Regions from separate parts of the Mus musculus genome. Here all the other regions are linked to region 2. The links are chromatin contacts, called in public HiChIP or PLAC-seq and Micro-C maps. All regions are on one chromosome and are shown on one strand. Each heading gives the region's core, a stretch centred on a gene start, on an enhancer-like site or on the middle of the called end of the contact. The rest is flanking DNA. Distances are from core to core; before and after follow the strand shown.

Region 1 (2,700 bases), core at 63-2,562, 870 kb before region 2:
AGTAAAGATGGATGTTTTGGGTTAAGTGTGTGTGTGTGTGTGTGTGTGTGTGTGTGTGTGTGTACATGTATGGTGTGTATGCACATTACGTCACATGTGTGGAGTTCTTTCCCACCGCAGCCCACGTAGAGAGCAACTCTATCCTCCACAGACCTTCTGTGGCCTCTGAGGAGCCATGCTTTCAGGTCTGTTCCTCCTCCACAGCCACTCACTCATCTATTTCCCATGGCCCATAGTTTTGTCTTTTCTAGAAAATTAAAAATATATGCTTCACTGTAGACAATGTCGTGGGGACATAAAGGAGGCTGTGCACTGCACACAGGGGACTCACATGGTATACAGCTTTCTGAGTCCCAGCAGGTAGCACTTGGGGTTCAGCCGGGGTCTCCGTGTGTCAAGTGTGTTCCTTTTAGAGCTTACACCATCCCACGGTTCAACATTCACCCAAGGACACAGAGTCCCTCCTCATTGGCTGACCTGGACATCCGCTGTTAAGAGTGTATGCACTGTTTGCTTGTGAACATGAGTTCTCGTGTATCCAGAATAGACACCAGGAGTGGCGTTGTTAGGCTGTGTGGGCTCTGAGTGCTTAGCAGCGTGTGAAGTTGCAGGCGGCTTTGCAAAGGCGCCGGGTCACTTAAATTTCTCACCAGTGGGATCTGAGAGATTGGTGGTTCACATCCCTGACAACACTTGGTATTGTCGATTTGCCTTTTAAGCCATTCTGGCAGATGTACGTACATACGTGTGGAAGTGGCAGGTTGTGGTTTTCCTCAGCCTCTCCCTCACTGATGGCGCTGGATAGCTTTTCCTGTGCCTTCCTTCCACTCGTATATCTTCTTTGCACAGCTGTGTGTTCAAGGTTGACTTTTTATGATTTTCATGTTTCTGCTTATGTAGAACCTCTGGGCCTGATACTCACAGCCGGTGTCGTCTTGAGACCAGAGTAGCCGGGGCTGGTGAACTGGCTCAGTGGACAGAGGCGCTTGTCTCTAAGCCTTGTGACTGGAGTTGAAGCCCCAAGCTTCTGCCAGCTGTCCCCTGACTTCCACAGGAGCATCATTGCAGGCATTGCAGGCATGCTCCCTCCAAATGAAACTAATCAGCAAGATAAAAAAGTTACACTAGCCGTGTGACCCCCTGGATAAGGCCATCATGAGATCAGAGAGGGTCCTCAAACCCACCTCCAAGATTCTAGCTGTGGTTCCCTCCCCCTCTGCTGCTGCACATGATCTTGGGGTGCTACAATGCACAGAGAAGAGAGAGTGGTTGGGATGGGGACTCCTGTGGTCTAGTTTGTGTGAGTCACCATGCCGGCTGGGGTGGGGTTTTAGTATCCTCTGGCTGCTCAGGAGTCACCCGTGCTCTTGGAAGGAACCCTGATAAGGCCATTGGTTCACCAAGCTGGGCTTGGGATGGGAGGGGTTTCTTTGGTCTGTGGCTGCCTATCTGGAGTGATAGACATTTCTGTGTGAATCCCCAGGAGTCACATGAGAAACTAGTTTAAAGGTTGGTTTGCTTGGTTTCTTTTTTGGGGTTAGGGTTATAGCCTGGGCACACTTCCCTTGCCAGAATGTCATTCATACATAGTCCCCAAGCCCTCGCTTGTTTGTCCATTGTCTTACTGGGCCTTTCGCAGAACAGAACATGGCTTCTGTGCTGATTTAGCGCTTGTCTTCCTCTGTGCTTTTGAGCGTCAATTATAAGTGATGTTGATGTCACTTTGCTTAACCTCAAGCCAAAAGGTATTTTCCCCTTGTTTTCTCCCTCAAGTTTCATAGTTTTGAGATTTGTATTTAAATGTGTGTATGTATTGTGTGTGTGTATGTGTGTGTATGTATTGTGTGTATGTGTGAGTATGTATGTATGCAGTGTGAGCATATATTGTGTGCCATGTGTATGTGTGTAGTGGGTGTGGGGTATGTGTACATGTGTGTGCTGTATGTACATGTATTTGGGGGCATGCCTGCCTGTGTGTTACCTATGGAGGTCAGAGGTCAACTTTGATTATCTTAGTTTATTTCTCACCACCTCACTTTTTCAGAGAGAATCTTGTCACTGAATGTGAACCTTGCCATTGTGGATAGCTGGCTTGGTCATCGAGCCCCTGGGACCTGCCTGTCTACGCACCACAGTGCTAGGGTGATGGGTGTGTGCTCCCAGGCCTGGTATTTTACCTGAGCACCGTGGATCTGAACTCGAGTCCTCACTCTTGTGTAGGAATTGCTTCACTCGCTGAGTCACGCCCCTCGCCTGTGGGATCTGTCTAGAGCTTTGTTTTGTGTGAAGCCTGTCTTTGCAGGAGGCTTGAGACTCTGTACTTTGTGTTTGACTGCTGGGGTACTGTCGGCTGAAGACTGCCTTTCTCTGCTGACTTTCCTTCGCATCCTTTGCTTTAGCTGCATCCTGCCCTCGTGAGAGGCGCTTGCACGTCTGTTCATGTTCACAGACCCACGCCCTTCCCCTCGCACCGGGCGCCGGCATAATTATTATGACTTCACAGTCATTCTGAAGATTGGGCCGTGGGAGTCCCAATGTTCTTTCTCCAAACCGTTTCAGCTCTTCTAGTTTCTTTGCCTTCTTCTCTTAGGCATTTTTATAATATCAAGCAGCAAGGGGGTGGGGGTTGCAGTTGGAAAGTCCTCTGAAGAAGCTGCATGTTTGATTTCTCCGGTGGAAGCCCAGCTGCCGATGGATTGG
Region 2 (2,920 bases), core at 218-2,717:
CTGTCACCTATATGCTAGACATGTCACTGACACCACAGCTGGCTATGGGACTCGAGTGATGAATGTCCCAGCTGGGTTACTTACTGTCCCAGGGCCACCGAGCTAGGGGAGCCATTTCCAAGTCAAGACTTAGGTTGGGTCTGTGTGAAGCTAGGGGTCTGATGCCCGGCGTCCTGTGCTGGGTCTGTGATGCAGCTAGTGTCCTCCTTCTCCACCAGAGTTGACCATGGCCGAGATGCGGCAGAGCCTGGAACAGGAGCGGGATCGGCTCATTGCCGAGGTGAAAAAGCAACTGGAGCTGGAGAAGCAGCAGGCGGTGGACGAGACCAAGAAGAAGCAGTGGTGTGCCAACTGCAAGAAGGAGGCCATTTTCTACTGCTGCTGGAACACCAGCTACTGTGACTACCCCTGTCAGCAGGCCCACTGGCCCGAGCACATGAAGTCCTGTACCCAGTCGGGTAATGTCTGGTCGCACACCTCAGGGGCTGCGTGGTGGGGCTTCCCAGCCAGGGTGCTAAAAAACACTTGCCCAGGCTCTTGCCACTTCTGTTCATAAACAACTGTTGCTCTGATATACAAGAGACGCAGATGTGAAGTTAAATCTCAAAACCTGGCAGTGTCTACAGCCTTCAGCAGCCAGATTAGTGGAGCTTTTGAGTGGTTGATCTAGTGCTGAGAGTGGTTCTGTGGTTCGTGTTCTCTCTCTCTCTCTCTCTCTCTCTCTCTCTCTCTCTCTCTCTCTCTCTCTCTCTCTCTCTCTCTCTCATGTCTACACTGTTTTGTCTGCATGGAGGCCAGAAGAGGCCACCAGATCTCATTACAGATGGTTGTGAGCTGGGAATTGAACTCAGGACCTCTGAAAGAGCAGCCAGTGTAGCGCTCTTAACCTCTGAGCCATCTCTCAGCCCCTAGAACCTCTTTGAGATGATAATGGTCCACTGCCTCAAACAGGATGCTATCCCAGTCCTTAGGTTAAGGAAGAGACCACCCCTGGATGTTCCTTGCTGTCTGGGGTTATCTGGGTGGGGAGTGGTTCTTTATGGTCAGTGTGCCCCACATTCGAGAATGTGTAATGTCAGAGACTAACCATATTGCAGAAGTACCTACACGGAGGCCTCTCCCAAATGAACATCACCAAACAACGATTGTCCAGTCAGTCTTGATAACCAACCAGTTAGTCTCCGGCAAACACACACCACCCGGGCTCTCCACATTCTCGAATGTGGGGCACACTGACCATAAAGACATTCCCCACACCACCCAGGTGGTGTGTGTTTGCCGGAGACTAACTGGTTGGTTATCAAGACCATAAGGAACCACTCCCCACCCAGATAACCCCAGACAGCAAGGAACATCCAGGGGTTGTCTCCTTTTAGATGCTAGCAGGAAACACCTGCTGTGGTTAGTCTCTGACATTACAAGCTGGACTTTCTTTGTGGTATGGTGACGTCTCTGTCTCTAACTCTTCTTCACCCAGAAGCTCTGTGCCCCTCTCAAAGGATGCTAGTCTCTCACTCTGCCTCAGCTGGGCTGAGGTGGATCTAGGCCTAGTGGAGGAGGTTGCAGGCTTCCTTGAACGGTGGTCACATCCTGGCTCCCCACAAGTTTCCTTTGATTGGAGAACATGTTCTCAGCAAAATGATGTAAAAATTGAATTGCTAAGTATGAAAAGGTCTATTTGCAAATAAAGTTTGGAGCTCTGGGTTTCAGAGTCGAAGGCCCATGCGAGATCTCTAAGTGGGTTTGGGAGAGATGGAGCCTGGCGAGGTTGAATTGGGACTGAGCTGTGGGGGCCTCGAGGGGTAGCCATTTGAAAGCTGGGCTCCTGGATGTTCACACACGGCTTGAAGCATCTCATGACTTTCTCGTTCTCTTTGGTCCCCAGCGACTGCCCCTCAGCAGGAAGCAGATGCCGAGGCAAGCACAGAAACAGGAAATAAGTCATCGCAGGGCAACTCCTCCAACACACAGTCAGCACCTTCAGAACCGGCCAGCGCCCCCAAAGAGAAAGAGGCGCCAGCGGAGAAGAGCAAGGACAGTAGTAACTCGGTGAGAATCCCCAAGCTGACAGTCGCCTTGTACCAAGGACCCTTTCCTGTATCTGCCACCACTGGATGCCCTTCACTGTTCCGGTTTATCTGGGTGGGGAATGGTTCTTTATGGCCAGTGTGCCCCCCATGCGAGAACACGGAGAGCCGGGCTGGTGTGTATGTGGGACCTTCAGTTGTTCTGTGGGGTTCCTCAAAGTTCAGAAGGGCGCCCCCCTGCGGAGGTAAAACAATGTCTCTTCTGGGGCCCTGGAAGCCACCAGCCACACGTCACTGACTAGAAGTGTGGCTGATGTGACCAAGGACCTGCTTATTTTAAAGTAACTTGGGATTGAAGTGGCCACGTGTGGCCAGTGCTGTTTCGATGGACCATAGGGCTCGAGCAGCTGCTTGCTTCCTGTGGGGTATGTGATAACAGTTGAATGCCTGGGCCATTTTAAGGGTCATGGTTACTGCTCTTTGCCTGCACTTGTAGCTGTGTATCTCAAGAGCCCAAATCATTAGATGGTCGGTAAAATACTATTGCCTCGGAAGAGACTTAACATGAAGTAAAAAGAGATTTTTGAGCAGTATATACCTTCTTTGCAAAGCAGGGTACTGGGTAGGTCTGGGGATGTAGTGGATGTAGGGGAAGCCAAGGCGACAGGGATGAGTGGGGGACCATTCCAATGCTTTGTTCTGGCCTTTCGGATCTGGTATACAGTGTGTGGCCGTCCACCTGCCCTGGCTCTGGTCTGATCACCAGGTAGAGACCTCTAAGGGTGGGAGGAGTGGTGAGCCATCCTGTGATTCCCTGGGGTTCTATGGTTTCATCTTTTTGTTTATATTTCTAGACCCTGGATCTTTCCGGCTCCAGAGAGACGCCCTCCTCT
Region 3 (2,700 bases), core at 23-2,522, 700 kb before region 2:
CAGCAAGAAAGGCTCGCTGCCAGCCATGACATGGTGGCACAAGAAGGGGCTTGTGGGGTCCCACCCTCCCTGAGGAGAGTGGTTGATGGGCATAGCCACCTGTAGAGTCTAAATAACCCATCATTTATGTCCTGTAAGCGACACTAATACAACTCATTGGGGCACACACACACACACACACACACACACACACACACGCCATGAAAGTTGGAGGGGAGAGTTGGGAAGAGGAAGGGGATTAATTAATGAGAGTGGGAGGGAACAAGAGAGGGTAATGGGGTGAACATGACTGAAACGCATCGTGCACATGCGTGACCAGACCAGAAGGAACCCATTAACACTGTGATTAATTAATAGATGCTGATAAAACCCTTTAGGGAAGGAAGAAAAATAAGTCATCTTGATTGGACCAGCTCGGGTCAGGTGACAACCACCAGCTCAGTCACTGCAGCCAGGAGCATAAGGACCACGTGGAACGCACTTCCTGTCTCATGACCGAGTGGGAGATCACTGCAGCCAGGAGCATAAGGACCTCGTGGAACGCACCTCGTGTCTCATGACCGAGTGGGAGGAGGAGCCCCACAGACTACTGCGTCCACCCAGGCGTTGCCAACGTTGACCTCGTAATAGGGAACCTTGGATAGAGAAGGACTGGCCTCTCAGCAGACCAAGGCAACTAGAGAGCTGTCAGCTGGACAGAAGAAGGGCAGAGGTAGGGGGGTGGGGGTCAAAGAGGCCACAGGACATTCTCACCCAGACTGGCCATCTCCTTCCCCACACGACCCTGTAGTTCAACTTTCATCTTCTCACAACAGAGATTATGACATTTAAAAAGATAATTTTTGCTAAAAGGCAAAAATCAACTGAGACCCCCCCCCCATCTGGATTAGCAGAGTGACTGCGTCGGCCGCCTCACTGGAGCTGAAGAAAGACAGCAAAGCCCTGCGGACACAGCTGCTTTCTCGCCTCGTGGCCTCTTTCCACACTTGGCATCTCTTATGATTTATGATTTATGAAAAACAGATTAAAGTTCAAGGATCAGGAGTACATCCTGCTGTGAGTGACCTGGGCTCAGGGGCCAGAAGCTAAAGCTGTGCTGTGTCCCGTGAGCCCGGTGCTAAGGGGAGCATGTGCCCATCCATTTCCTCGTGCTGACTCCCCGAGGCCGCTATTTTCTGGGTATCTCGTGGAACAAGATAGTAGTGCTAGCTCCTGTCGTGATGCCTGCTCTCCAGCAGCAGGACAAGGGAGAGAAGAAGCCAGTTGGGGCACCACAGTTGTTTTTTGTTTTTGTTTTTTTTTAAATCTTTCCATGACTCTCATTTCAAACCACACTTGCTTTGCTGTATTCAATGTTTCGAGCCGTGATTAACTCTTGATGATAAAGATAATTACAATAATAGTTCCTACTGATGGCTTATGTGTGGGTTGTTGTTGTTTGAGTGTGAAACGCTTCTCACAGGCTCACTGCTCAAAGCTTGGTCACCAGCTGATCGTGGAGCCTTCAGGGGATGGAGCCTTGCTGAAGGAAGTGGGCCACTGGGGGAGGGCTTTGAGGTTTCACAGCTTAGTCCCACTTCCGGGCAGCAGAGCTAATGTGACCAGCAGACTTCCTGCCTCTGCCACCGCGCCTATGACGCAGTCTGTCACCTTGAACAGAGCAGAACAGATCTTTCATTCCTTAAACTGCTTCTCCTTGGGTATTTTGTCATAGCAATGGGAAAATGGCTACCACCCAGGTATAATCATGTGTTCCCCACAGTCAGTCCCCACAATGACCCCTCACAGTGGGCTGAATAATGTTCCCCAAGATGTCCACGTCTGGTCTCTTTAACCTATGTACTGTGTACCTTGGCATGGTAAAAGCTATGCCTCAGAGGTGACTAGACTAAGGCCCTTGGTTGGAGATATCATGATTATTCTGGCGGGATCACTGCAATTCCAAGAGTCCTCATGTGAGGAAGGCAGGAGATCAAAGGTCAGAGATCAGAGGTCAGGCAAGACTGTGACTGTGGCTTTGAAGATGGGGGAGGTGGAGTTAACAGGTGCTGCTGGCCTCTGGACGCTGGAAAGGCAGAGCTCTGCGTCCTCTAGGAGAGCAGTTTGGACCTTTTGAGGTCTCTTCATGACTGTGATAACGAGCATGTGTTGTTTAGCCATTGTTTGTAACAACCTATTAGGGCAGCCTTGGCAAATGAGCACCCCGGTTGTATATATAGTGTTACCTTTCCATTAGCAAAGGAGGAAACTGAGGCACAGAGAGAGTAAGTAACCTGCCTAAGGCCACATAGCTCCATGTTACAGGAGCAGTCTTTGTCAGGGCCCAGGTAGGCTTGCTCAGCAGTTCAGCCTCATGGCCGACATTGCCCCATGGATGGTGGACACTGCTTATAGGGGTCAGCTCAGATTTTGTGCTTAGATCTCGGGATCCAGTCTTTTGGAAAATTTCAAGCGTACATGAACGCAAAGGCTAAGATAATGAAAGCCAGGCCCCTGTCAGTCACACTTTCCACACCCGGCCTGGCCTGCTCCTGCTGCAACCAGCTCTCTCTCACTAGGTTCTGCCCTGGCCTTACATCCCTCTGAGGAAAACCAAACACGCCACATTTCATCGGTAGTGGCCTGTAAATGACAAGGCTCCTTCTGCTCCCCAAAGCAAGATGCAGACAAGTCTGGAGCTGGGTTTATTGTGGAAAGCCT
Region 4 (2,870 bases), core at 70-2,569, 950 kb before region 2:
CTCTGTGTAGTCCTGGCTGTCCTGGAACTCACTTTATAGACCAAGCTGGCCTCGAACTCGGAGATCCGCCTCCCTCTGCCTCCCAAGTGCTGGGATTAAAGGTGTGTGCCACCATCGCCCACCTAACTTTTTGAGACAGGGTCTCCCACTGAATCAAGACCTCTCTGATTCCACCAGGCTGCTGGTCAGAGCACAGGAGACCTGCCTGCCTCTGCCTTTCAGCACTGGGCTTACAGACATCCATTTCTGCACTCACCTTTTACGTGAGCTCTGGGACCCTCGCACTTACAAGGCAAGCAGTTTGCCCACTAAGCCGTCTCCCAATACTACCACTTTAAAGTTAGCATCTGTTGTGTCTGGCCAGTAGATCACAACCTGGGTTCTAGTCTGGAAAGGCATTTTGGAAACCTGGAAGAGAAGAGGGGCTGGGCTGCGCGAGATAAGGAAGGAACCAAGACAAAAGTCTCTGCTCAAGGTTTAATTTTTACTATTTCGGCACTCCGTTAAGAAGGAAGGGGGAGGGGCCCAATTCCCGCCAAATAATCTTGGAGTCCAGTAGCAGGGTGATCACGTGATGGCTCCAAACAGCAAAGCAGCACGTTCCAGCAGTGGGCGTGGCAGAATGATTGAGCGGGAAGCTCCACCCCTGAGCAAGCAGGTTTCAGGCTGGGGGAGGGGAGACTACAAGCATCCAACGACATTAGGTGTTGGGCAGCACTGTCCAGAGCTTTCTCTCTGTCTTCTACTCCTGGAATACCTCATCAAAACCAGAATTCTACTTATTAACTCCAAGCCCTGGCTGTTGGTCTCCAGCCGAGTCTGCATGTCATCCGCTGCCTGTGACTGAATTGTTTCACTTAACACTGTGCCTGCTGCTCTATCCACACTGTAAGCCTGTGTGAGGAGCTCCTTTCCTTTTCAAGGATGGCTAATATTCCCTCTTAGGTTCAGCACCCCACTTTGTTGATGGACCCTTGGGCGGTGTCTACTCTTTGCCTCTGCTTTCAACACTAGGGTCCAAATCTTTGCTCAGACGCCTGCTCTCAGTTCCCATGGGTATGCAAAATCCAGGTGTGTGTGTGTGTGTGTGTGTGTGTGTGTGTGTGCACGCATGCATGCGTGTTGTGTGTATGCATGCGTGTCTGTCATGTATGTGCGTGTGCGAGTGTGTTGTATATGTGCGTGCATTGCCAAATCAGCTCTATTTTTAAGTTTCTGAGGGCCTCTCCTGCCGTTTGGCTCTGCAGCTGCATGGCCTTGCCCTACCCCCACCCTGTCCCCCCTCCAACAGTGCATGAAGGTTCCTGTTCCTCCACTCTGTGCTCTGGGGTTTTCTCGAGGCAATGTTCCCCTTGAGTTCTTGGAGACAGAACCCAGGGCTTCCTGTATGGCAAGCTAGTGTGATACTAAACTACCCGCCCCCAGTGCTGCTGGCTTTTGTGGCAGTCAACCTAATGGGTGGGAGCCAAGCAAGCTCATTGGGTTCTTCAGGGGGCAATTCTTAGAGTTTGGGGGGGGGGAGAGTCATGGCTTGTATTGAAACCTGCCAGCAGGAAAAGTGCACATTGGTTTTGGTTTTATTTCTACCATAAGCAACTTCGTTGGATTGCGAAAATTCATTTAAAAAATCACCCATATTTCCTAATTTTTATTCTCATTTGAACTAGAGAGTTAAGTTATAGCTGTACCATGGCAGGGGTACACAGTAGGTGCTCAATAAATGTGTATATCAGGAAGGCTTCAGTTGCCCGAGTCTAAGAAAGATCACACCAAGGAAAGTGACAGGAAATGGCAGGTGACTCCAAGAGTCACCTAGGCACTGGGATGAGGATGTCTGGCTACCTTCAGTCTCACTCATGGGTCCTGTCTCACCTCAGAGACAGTGGTGAAGACATGAGGGCTCTGGCACTGGGCTCTAGGGACAGTGCAAACAGAGTCACCCACAAGGCTCTTCTCTCTCTCTCTCTCTCTCTCTCTCTCTCACACACACACACACACACTTTTAAAGACAGGGTCCTATGTAGCCCAGGCTGGCCTCTAACTCCTTGTGTGGTTGAAAATGTTTTTGGACTTCTATCTCTCCCTTTGCCTTCCCAGCGCAGTGAGTCCAGTCCCACGACACCACACTTCATTGACCTGAGAAACTTCATTTAAAACAAAAACAATCACCCACCATATTTCCCAATTTTTATTCTTGCCTGACTTAGAGTTAAGTTACAATTGTATTTGGTACTGTAGGAGAACACACAGTAGGTGCTCAATAAATGTGCATATCAGGAAGACTTTGGAGGCCTGAGTCTAAGAAAGATCACACCAAGGAAGGTGATGGGAAGTGGTGGGTTCTAGGAACAGAACCATATGTGGTTCTGGGAACGGAACCAAGGGCTTCACACACCCTTGCGAGCACCGACCACTGAGCCACATCCCCAGCCCCTGCCCTCACTGCTGTTCCCACTGCTCTGAGTATGGTGGGAGATGCAGACTTAACTGCTGGCGCCCACGCTATAGAGAGTGTGAACTCTCAGAAGCCCAGGTGAAGAGCTGCGGGGGTTTGAGGAGAGTGAGGAGGGCAGTGGATTTGTGGAAGTCAGCACTGAGTCACGGACAGCCCAGGCACAGCAGGAAGAGCCACAAACCACCAAGCCAAAGCAGGAATTTGGCAGAGGAAGTACCTCGGTGTGCAGACGCCAGGGCAAGCCTCAGTGCTGAAGAACACTGGACTTTAGGCTGTGGGCCCTGGACCTGTGCCACCGCTAGGCCTTCAGGCCTCTCTGATCTTGTAGCCTGATGCACCCCCTGGCCTGCTCTGCTCCAGCCCTGCCATCCTTGGCTTTCTGTTTCTCCAGCATCAAGTTCCTCCCCACCACAGG

What was found. Hi-C and Micro-C count contacts between places; a contact is called where the count stands out from the background. HiChIP or PLAC-seq counts read pairs in DNA pulled down with a chosen protein or histone mark.
Region 1: a Micro-C map of the G1E-ER4 cell line shows a contact between it and region 2. The contact joins two enhancer-like sites. A contact is called at or near these places in 3 of 484 Hi-C or Micro-C datasets (all in the G1E-ER4 cell line) and 2 of 115 datasets of contacts at active chromatin or transcription factors (astrocytes and memory CD8 T cells).
Region 3: an H3K27ac HiChIP or PLAC-seq map of large pre-B cells shows a contact between it and region 2, with 3 times the contacts expected there. The contact joins two enhancer-like sites.
Region 4: an H3K27ac HiChIP or PLAC-seq map of microglia shows a contact between it and region 2, with 4 times the contacts expected there. The contact joins two enhancer-like sites.

What each region holds. Positions count from the first base shown.
Region 1 is chr2:166,664,428-166,667,127 of GRCm38.p6, reverse strand. The region is part of intron 1 of Prex1 (phosphatidylinositol-3,4,5-trisphosphate-dependent Rac exchange factor 1); the gene reads left to right. Among named protein-coding and RNA genes, the nearest start is that of Gm50596, 37 kb to the left of the region's middle. Within about 2 kb of position 1,312, at least 64 of the 459 cell types and tissues checked have an H3K27ac peak or open chromatin away from gene starts, as enhancers often do. A contact at or near this core is called in the G1E-ER4 cell line and memory CD8 T cells, where this site is marked.
Region 2 is chr2:165,791,933-165,794,852 of GRCm38.p6, reverse strand. Zmynd8 (zinc finger, MYND-type containing 8) reads left to right here. Exons shown (of 23, transcript NM_001363020.1): 19 at 219-458; 20 at 1,886-2,049; 21 at 2,882-2,920. Among named protein-coding and RNA genes, the nearest start is that of Gm29993, 62 kb to the right of the region's middle. Within about 2 kb of position 1,467, at least 95 of the 459 cell types and tissues checked have an H3K27ac peak or open chromatin away from gene starts, as enhancers often do. A contact at or near this core is called in the G1E-ER4 cell line, memory CD8 T cells and microglia, where this site is marked.
Region 3 is chr2:166,490,938-166,493,637 of GRCm38.p6, reverse strand. No RefSeq gene overlaps it. Among named protein-coding and RNA genes, the nearest start is that of Gm30908, 21 kb to the right of the region's middle. Within about 2 kb of position 1,272, at least 77 of the 459 cell types and tissues checked have an H3K27ac peak or open chromatin away from gene starts, as enhancers often do.
Region 4 is chr2:166,744,445-166,747,314 of GRCm38.p6, reverse strand. No RefSeq gene overlaps it. Among named protein-coding and RNA genes, the nearest start is that of Gm31117, 20 kb to the left of the region's middle. Within about 2 kb of position 1,319, at least 89 of the 459 cell types and tissues checked have an H3K27ac peak or open chromatin away from gene starts, as enhancers often do. A contact at or near this core is called in microglia, where this site is marked.